Regions from separate parts of the Mus musculus genome. Here region 2 is linked to region 1. The links are chromatin contacts, called in public promoter capture Hi-C maps. All regions are on one chromosome and are shown on one strand. The core of a region is the stretch at or near the end of the contact, and the rest is flanking DNA. Distances in the headings are between cores, read along the strand shown. Region 1 has its middle 19 kb from the start of Meis3. Region 2 holds the start of Zfp541 (zinc finger protein 541).

The links. Promoter capture Hi-C pulls out the DNA fragments that hold promoters and counts their contacts.
Region 2: a contact with region 1 is called in a promoter capture Hi-C map of macrophages, with 6 read pairs. The contact joins the promoter of Zfp541 here to the enhancer-like site in region 1. A contact is called at or near these places in 3 of 39 promoter capture datasets (the C10 cell line, embryonic stem cells and macrophages), 1 of 15 datasets of contacts at CTCF or cohesin (the NIH/3T3 cell line), 2 of 484 Hi-C or Micro-C datasets (the 63-12 cell line and bone marrow-derived macrophages), 1 of 115 datasets of contacts at active chromatin or transcription factors (microglia) and 5 of 9 other capture datasets (adipose tissue, embryonic stem cells, liver and 2 more).

The regions. Positions count from the first base shown.
Region 1 is chr7:16,192,066-16,196,563 of GRCm38.p6, reverse strand. No RefSeq gene overlaps it. Among named protein-coding and RNA genes, the nearest start is that of Meis3, 19 kb to the right of the region's middle. Within about 2 kb of position 2,658, at least 45 of the 459 cell types and tissues checked have an H3K27ac peak or open chromatin away from gene starts, as enhancers often do. A contact at or near this core is called in bone marrow-derived macrophages, macrophages and microglia, where this site is marked.
Region 2 is chr7:16,069,934-16,074,258 of GRCm38.p6, reverse strand. Zfp541 (zinc finger protein 541) reads right to left here and starts at 2,414. Exons shown (of 16, transcript NM_001099277.2): 1 at 2,011-2,414. The coding sequence starts at 2,317.

The sequences.
Region 1 (4,498 bases), core at 1,409-3,908:
ACTCGGCCCAGCCTCTTGTGACACATGCAGCCTCCGGAGTCAGAGGTGGAACCCAGCTGTGGTGTTATTAATGCATTGCTGTGACCTCAGTCCCCGACAGAGCATCTTAAGGCATGAAGGATTTCTATCCCCAGTCTTCACTGCAAACTAAGGAAGCAAGAGAGTGGACAGAAGTGAGGGACTTCCATCAGCCTCACACAATAATACCCTCGGGGCTGGGAGACACCTCAAGTGGCAAAGGGCCTGCGGCTCAGGCCACCTGAGTGTGGATCCCAGAATCCACACTAAAAAAAAACAACCAAAAACCAAAAACCAACCAAACAAACAAACAAAAAAAACAATTAAAAAGCTGAGCCTAACAACATGGGTCTAACTCTAATGCTGGGACTAGGGCCAGAGGCAGGATTCCCTGAGCTCGTGGGCCAGCCAGCCTAGCCAAAGACCTTGTCTCAAAACCTGGTGGAGACTGATCAAGGAACATACCTGGTCAGCTTCTGAGCTAAGACACACAGACAGACACACAGACGCATGCACACATGCACACACATGCACATATACATACCCTACACATACACACACATGTGCACACATGCATATATATGTACATATGTGCACACATGCACACACATGCACGTATACATACACACACACACACGCATGTGCACACATGCATATATATGTACATATGGGCACACATGCATACACCACACATACAAACAGTGCAGTCAGCTGGCAAGAAGTGGATAAAATAAGTGAAGTGCTGAATCTGAGAGAGCAATAAAGCAGGAGGCCTAGGGACAGAAGCAGCCACCATTACAGGCCCCGCAGTGTCAAGTCCAAGGGCCACGTCCCAAAACAGACACAGTCAACTCAGTTCAGTGGGGCACTTTCTTGAAAGACAGCCTACGAAACTCACTGCATTGGTTGCTTTTCTCATCTGTCTGAAAGAAACAAGGGAGGGTGGGTCTTAGGGTTCAGAGGGTGCAGACTGTGGTGGGGAGGGTGGAAGCCACTCATAGAAGGTCTCAGGAAGCCAAGCTGGGAACGGAGCGAGCCTGAGGCCTTTACAGCCTTGTGCCCAGGAAGGTCCATGGCTTCTCAAACCAGTACCACCATCAGGACCAGTTAGAGACACTCACTCATCAGGAAATAGACTGAAGAACTCTATGCATGAACTTAAGTGTACTGTTGGAGACAGCAGTGCAGGCTGTGTGGCATCCTCAAGCCCAGCATGCAGGAGGCAGGAGGAGGGTGCGGAGTTCAAAGTCAGCCTCATCTACACAGCGGCTTCAAGGCCAGCCTGGGCTACATAACATTTGAGAACCTTAGCCTTTAGATGATGAACATAGAGAAACTGTCCATTTTCTCAGAAGGTGCTCCCCCCACCCCCAGTGCTTGGTCTCTTCTCACCTCCATGCTGGAGCTCAAGCTTGGCTTTGATTATGATAGGTTAGTGGGCTCACTAGCTCTCAGCAACAGCAGCTTCAGTGATCACCAGAGAAGAATGAACAACTACAGAGACTCCAGCCACGTCCCAAGATGACAGGGAAAGATGCCGTAAGGTCCCAAGTCTGACCTTGGGAGAGCTCCAGACATCTAATCTCTTACCTTTACCCAGTTGTTAAACCCTAGTGAGTATGATGGGCACACACCTTTAATAGAGACACTCTGAGCTGAGATAGAAGGACCTCAAGTTCAAGGCCAGCCTTGGGTGCAAAGCAAGGCCTTGTCTCAAAAAAGTCAAGAGTTGGGAGTGTGGCTCAGCAGTTGAAAGAAGGTCTAGAGTCCCCCAGCGAGGGGGTGTGGCTCAGTGGTAGAGCCCCTGCCTAGAATCCCCAGTGAGGGGCTGGGGGCATGGCTCAGTGGTAGAGCCCCTGCCTAGAATCCCCCAGTGAGGGGCTGGGGGCGTGGCTCAGTGGTAGAGCCCCTGCCTAGAATCCCCCAGGGAGGGGCTGGGGGCGTGGCTCAGTGGTAGAGCCTCTGCCTAGAATCCCCCAGTGAGGGGCTGGGGGTGTGGCTCAGATGTGCAGTATTTCTCAGAATGTGTAAAAAGCCCTGGAGTTCATCCTCAGCACAAGAGACAAGTGAAGTGTGGATGCACTGTTTTCTCATGGGTGAAGCCTAAAGTTAAGAACCATGGTCATGATCATGCAGGGTTCAGGGCAGGCAAGACAGCCCATTGTGTATTAGTTTCTATCCATCCTTCAGGGAAGCTCCTTACAACAGAAAGTAAACAATTCAAAATTGCTTCAGGAAGTCCCTAAAACTGACCAGATTCATTAGACCCCAACCTCACTAAGAGGAAACAACAAAGGCTTCTGGGAGTTACTCAGACCAGCCAAGCCTCCTGGTATTGTTCTGACCAACCGAGTCTCCTGGAAAGAGCACTCTCCAGCCTGTTGAGCTGCCTGCAAGCTATGCAGTGTGTTTCAGGTTCCCAGAGCTGTCACCCATGCCTGGGTGAGTTGGTGATACAGCTGTCTTTGAGTTGTTTCTGCTCCTGTAAGTTGCCCCTCACCTATACTCCTGTGAGCAACCACAATAAAACCCATTGATTCACTAATGTGGACTTTGACGATATCCACACGTTGGCCTGTTGTGGGCTCCCATCTGGAGTGAGCAGTCATGTGATACATCTCCCCAGGAAAGTTCTGTCACACAAAGTCCACAGAGAGAGGAAGTGGGTTCTTAGCTGCCAGGCCTGGGGTGTGAGGTGGAAAGTGACTTATGTAAGGTGTTCCCCCCACCCCCTCAGATGTTTAGAATATTCTAAAAGCTACTACCTCAAGATGGACTTATTGCAAAGTCTATAATGCCAGCGCTTGGGAGACTGAGAAGAGAGAATGTGAACTTCAAGACCAGCCTGGGCAGTTTACTGAGATCATGTCTCAAAGGAAAAGCAAGCAAGCTAGCAACTGAACAAACCCCCAGAAAATAGTATAGTACCAAGCCTGATTGTGTGAGCCACTCGCATGCCCATGAAAGCAACCTTAATTATGCCCTGTGGCTCACCAAACAAGCAAGCAAACTACATCAGAACAGAAAAGTCTGCAAGTGCAACTGTTTTGGGAATAAAAAGGAGTCCAGCCAGGAGTGAGAGAGAAAGGAGAGAGGAGGGAAAGAATCCAGGGTTATTACATATATGCATAAAATTGTCAATAAACAGAAACACTAAAAATTTTTAGTGATAGTAGCTGGAGAGATGGCTCAGTGGCTAAGAGCACTGTCCAAATCTTACAATGGCTGCTCACAGCTCTCTGTAACTTCAGTTCAGGGGGATCTGATGCCCTTATACAGATACACGTGTAGACAAAACAATGCGTGGAGATAACATGAATAAACTGAAAAATTATTAATCAATGATGTGCAGCCTAAAGGATACACAATTGTGTCCCAGAGCTGCCATTCGACAACGTCTATGAGGGGTCTGTATGTAAAAGGTGCTTGGTGGCCTGAGTTTAGTCCCCAGGACTCTTTTAGGAGGAGAGAGCCCACTCCCTCCTAGAGCTTGTCCTCTGACTGCCATAGGTATGTAGCACACAGCCTCCTTCTCTCAACAACTAAAGAAATAAATAGGAAAAAGAAAAACACATGGCTTTAATCCCAGCACTAGGGATGCAGAGACAGGTAGATCTCTATGAGTTTGAAGAAGCTAGCCTGCTTTACATAGTTAGTTCCAGGGCAGCCAGAGCAAAATAGTTAGACTGTCAAAAAGAAAAAAAAAAAAGAAAGAAGGAAAGAGAGAAAGAAAGAAAGAGAGAAAGAAAGAAAGGGAGGGAGGGAGGAAGGAAGGAAGGAAGGAAGGAAGGAAGAAAGAAAGAAAGAAAGAAAGAAAGAAAGAAAGAAAGAAAGAAAGAAAGAAAGAAAGAAAGAAGGTGGGGGGGGGGGGGCAGGGAGGGAAGGGATTAAAGTTTTATGGCTCTTCAGCGCCACCTTGTGGGCTCCAGATGCACTGCTGCTCCATGGTCCCTGCGGGCTGTGAATAATGAGTTCCGGGATAGATGAGGCACTCTGGGCTTCAGTGATTAGAGACTACTAGTGCCACACATCTCAGGCTCACAGACACAGGCTTATGATGGGTCGGATGGTGTCTGTCATCTGAGCCTTTGCATCTGTACTCTGCCAGGGAGCTAGGTGTGGAAGAGCCCTGGAGATAGTCATGGATGGGTTTGGAGTCCTACAGGGCTGCTCTGAAGTACCGCTCTGAGGATGAGGGGACTCCATCAGCCCCTGCTTTGCTGAGAGGCTCCCAGTGACACTTCTGGTCTCCTTGAACTGGGATTATCAGTCAGTCCCTCAAACTTTGATTTTTTTTTTTAACCCAGTGCATAGTGATCCAGAGGTGAAGCCACAGTCCCTTTGGGGGAGATGAGAAAAAGATCAATGATATCTATTGCTAGCATTTATTGTTTCAATGCTGAGGATTGAGTCTAAGGCCTCACTTTATGCTAAGCAGGGAAATGTACCACTGAGCCACGCCCCCAGCCCCTTACTGGGG
Region 2 (4,325 bases), core at 1,165-3,664, 120 kb after region 1:
TAGAGGTGGGTTTTTGCTTCATACTTTATGTTCTATAATAAATACATTTTCCTCTTTTCTACAGAGACAGAGTTTCTCTGTGTAGCCCTGGCTGTCCTGAACTCACTCTGTAGACCAGGCTGGCCTCAAACTCAGAAACCATCCTGCCTCTGCCTCCCAAGTGCTGGGATTAAAGGTGTGCACCAACATCCTCCAGCACATATTACTTTTCTAATTTAAAAAATTAACATAGTCAGAAGTGGTGGCTCACGTCAGTGGTCATCAGCACTTGGGAAACTGAGACAGGAGAATTATTCAGACTCTGAGGACAGCCTGGACAACACAGTGAGACCCTGTCTCAAATAAACAAGTAAAAGTAAATGAAAATTGGGCATGTACTACATGCCTTAGTCCTAAGTACTCAGAAGGCTGAGGCAGGAAAATCACTTGAGCCCAGGCACTCAGAGCCAGCTTAGCTTAATCACTAGCACAGTAAAACCCCCATCTCAAAAACAAAAAAGAAAAAAATGACATATGCATATTTACTTATATGGGCCTTAATTTAAGTTTTAAAAGCATAGAGTTGAAATTTAATGCTTGGGCTGGGGGCATTGTAACAGTTGAATATAAAGAAAGGCTAAACTGAGCAGAACCCTAAGAATAACTGATGACAATTAGGGTTCCTGTGTCCAGGAAAACACGCATCTCTTTCACGAGCACTTTTCAGTATCACCACGGCCCAAAGTGAGTGCCATATTACAACCCTGGGCCTGGCTAGTGCCATAGTCAGTCTTCCCATGTGCACTCTCCTAAGTTCCTAAGACTTCCTGCTCTGCCATCATTCCAACACAGACACAGGCCTGGTCACTGCTTGGTAATCTTTGGAGTGGGGCCTGCAGAAATCTTTCCCAGTAGCAAGTTCTTGCTACTTCCTCAGACACAATCCCAATTACTGAGTTTCAGGCATTTAGATGTGGACTTCCCTTCAAACAGTGGGATTATAAACTCCCTGGACCTCTACCCAAGTCAACCCATTGAAGCAACTTTCCAGGAACCAATAAAGAGGATCAGAACCAAACCAAAATTAAACAAGAGAACTCCCTTCCACAGGAGACCAACAGCAAACTAAAATGACACTCACACAAGCTGCTCAATTATTTCACTAATTCTCTCCTTTTCTTCGATGGTTGAAGAGAAAACCTTGGAACTGAATCAAGGCCCTATTTAAGATGAAGTATTACTGACAATATTGGTTGTAAAAAACAACTAGCTGGGCATGGCACAATCTATAGTCCTGGTTCCTGGACAGACTGAGGCAAGAGGTCTGATGGAGCCTCAGTGTTCTGAAAAGATGGCAAGACCTCCCTCTTTTAAAAAGACAAAGCAGGATTTAATCAAGCACCTGTCTGGTACATTATGGTCTATGGGAGGCTTTTGCAGTCTTCTCCTTTTCATGTCTCACCATTGTTCTAGAGCAGTGGGCATGTGAGGATTGGGGTCCCCTTATTTTACATGACATGAGGTCTGGAAAAGCTGGACTAGTACAAGACAGAATGGACAGGATCCCCACTTACTCTGGACAAATGCTCTTGAGATACAGCAGTAATATAAACGTCCCCTACAAGCCTGATGGTCTGCCTCCACACAGATCAAAGATGGGGATGCCAGTCTGTGGGATGGCTCGGTGGTAAAAGCACAAGCTACGGAAGCCTGAGGACCTGTATTTAACACCCAGAACCCACAAGCTGACAATTCCAAAGTAGGATAAAAGCCTCCTCTACAAGAAGAGATTTTTGTTTTGTTTTTCCTTTCCTTCCTTCCCTTTATTAGCATGTTGAAGTCAGGGTCTTACTATGTAGCTCTGGCTGGCCTCTATTTGCAGTGTTCCTCCTGTGTTTGTATTCTACATGCTGGAGTTATGAGCAGGCATCATCATGCCCAGCTAAGGAGACCTTTCCTAGCCAATGCCAGCGGATTCAGTCCCTGGCTACCTGCAGGAACTGTAGGTGCTCAGTCCATGAGCAGCCTCACCTTGTAAGGAGGTCTGTGACTCAGAGTCTGCATATTCTTCCAGCAGCTTCACAGAGTCACTGTCCTTCCCCGAGTATAGGGACAGGGTGTCCAGATTGTCCTCTAGCACTTCACTGGGCATATCAGATGTGGAGAGACTGGGGTCAAGGTCCAAACCGCTTAAGCCAGCGTAGAGCAGGTCCCGTGTGCTGGGGCCCAGGTCCCGGTTGAGTGTGTCACTGCAGTTGAGCACTTGACTTTCAGAGAAGGATGGGAGGTGCCCTTCTGATGGAAGTGCTCCCTCTTCCCCAAGACTGTATGGCTCCATGGCTTTCCACTGCCAGGTCCTGGCTAGAGCCCGTCTCCAGACAAGCAAAGCCGTGTCCAGAGTCAGGAAGGGAAGAGCCCTCGCTGGCAGCTAGCTCCTGAAAATGAACAAGGACGTATTAGAATCAAGAGGTGGTAGGTGTAGTAGGCAGAATGTAGACTTGAAAATGGAGCCACTGAGATGGGTCTGTTCTTAGCCATTTAACCTTGCTGCACGACCTTGGGCAAGATCCATGAACTCCATTTCCTCATCTGTCAACTAGACAAAAGAATAACACATGGTGGACTGCAGAGTCCTCTGCCTCCAGTTATAAATATTAGAAAGATCAAATAGACTTTAATGTGTGTCTAGGCAGAAAAGACAAGCAAGGAAAATCCCAAGGCCAGCAACAAGGAAACTCAAAGTTAGAGTCTGTGCAGGCACAAGTCAGTCCACTGGGACATCCAGGCCCAAGTTTAAGCCTGGGGATGCTTGTCCACTTGTTCCATGTGGCCAGGAGACACATGAAATACCACTGCACAAAGGGAGGCTTACTGTGTGTGTAAAAGAGCCTGGACTGGGAAAGTCTCATACAAAAAAAAAAAAAAAAAAGTAAATACAATGAGTTTTAATATAGAGTAAATGTTGAAGTTAGGTTGGGGGTGTAGCTCAGTTAGTAAAATGCCTATCCTAGCACACTCAAACTTCTAGGCTCCACTCAGCATCACATAAACCAGGCATGCCTGTAGTCCCAACATTTGGGATATGGAGGCAAGATATCCTTGGGTAAATAGATAGTTTGAGGCCAGCCTGTGTTTCATGAGATGCTGTCTCAATAGTCCTATCACCCTGATCCCCAAAAAGGAATAAAAGAGGAAGTTTTACTAACCACATTCTAAAAATAAAAAAGATTACAAGGAAGTACTATGAAGAACTGTGTTTAGACAGTGCACTCACACAGAAGATAGGCTACAATACACACCCAATGTGTTAAGTCATTGAACTCAGATACAAAAAAATCAATGAGCAAATTTCTAGAAATAGACAGATTATCAAAATTCACTCAGAAGAATATATGAATGATCTTAAAACAAATTAAAAGATAAGGGGATATGCAGTGGTGCCCACCTATACTTCTAGCATGCCAGAAGTTGAGCGAGACAAGTCCTTGAATCCAGGAGTTCAAGACTGGCCTAGGAAAAACAAGCAGGAGAAGAAAAGAAAAGAGAAGAGGGAGGAAGGAAGATAGGGATGAAGAGAGGAGAAAGATGGGGAGGGGAAGCAAAGGTAAGAGGAGAGAGAAATGAAAAGGGAAGGAAGGGAAAGAAAATACTAAATTCATATTGAATTCAAATAATTCTCACCTATCTTACCACAGAAACACAAAACAAAACAACAAAACTTTATTATGTGGTGATGAAACATGCCTTTAATTGCAGCACTTGGGAGGCAGAAGCAGATGGATCTATGTGTGTTGAGGCCAGCCTGGTCTAAAAAGTAAGTTTTAGGACAGCCAGGACTACACAGTGAAACCCTGTCTTGAAAAACCAACAAAACAAAAATCTTTATTAAAACTCTTAGTAATGGTGAAAGGTTCAGGGGCCCAGCAGGCCTCTACAGGAAAATATGACCTGCTGGATGGAGCAGAGCTCTAACTTACCCTAGCCCATCCCACTCCCTGGCTCAGCAGTGGTCATGAAGAGTTAGCTATGTGTCTGGTATGGGTTCCTGATGCTGAAAGAACAGAGTAGAATTTGTTCTTAAAGAACCACAGCCTCCCATCTGACCTATCCTGGTTCCCTGAAAGCCCATGGCAAAGGTCTTGACCTTATTTTATCTAATTTGGGAATTCCTCAGGATGGAGATGAGCTGCAAGAGGACAGCTGCTGCAGTCTGGGGCAGGAACTGATAACCTTAAGCCAAAACAGAAAGCTGGGGTGATGGTGCACTGCAGGATAACAACTCTGAGAAGCTTTCATCTTAGGTCTCTCGCAGCACTAGACACAATCATATCACACCACCCAGCAAC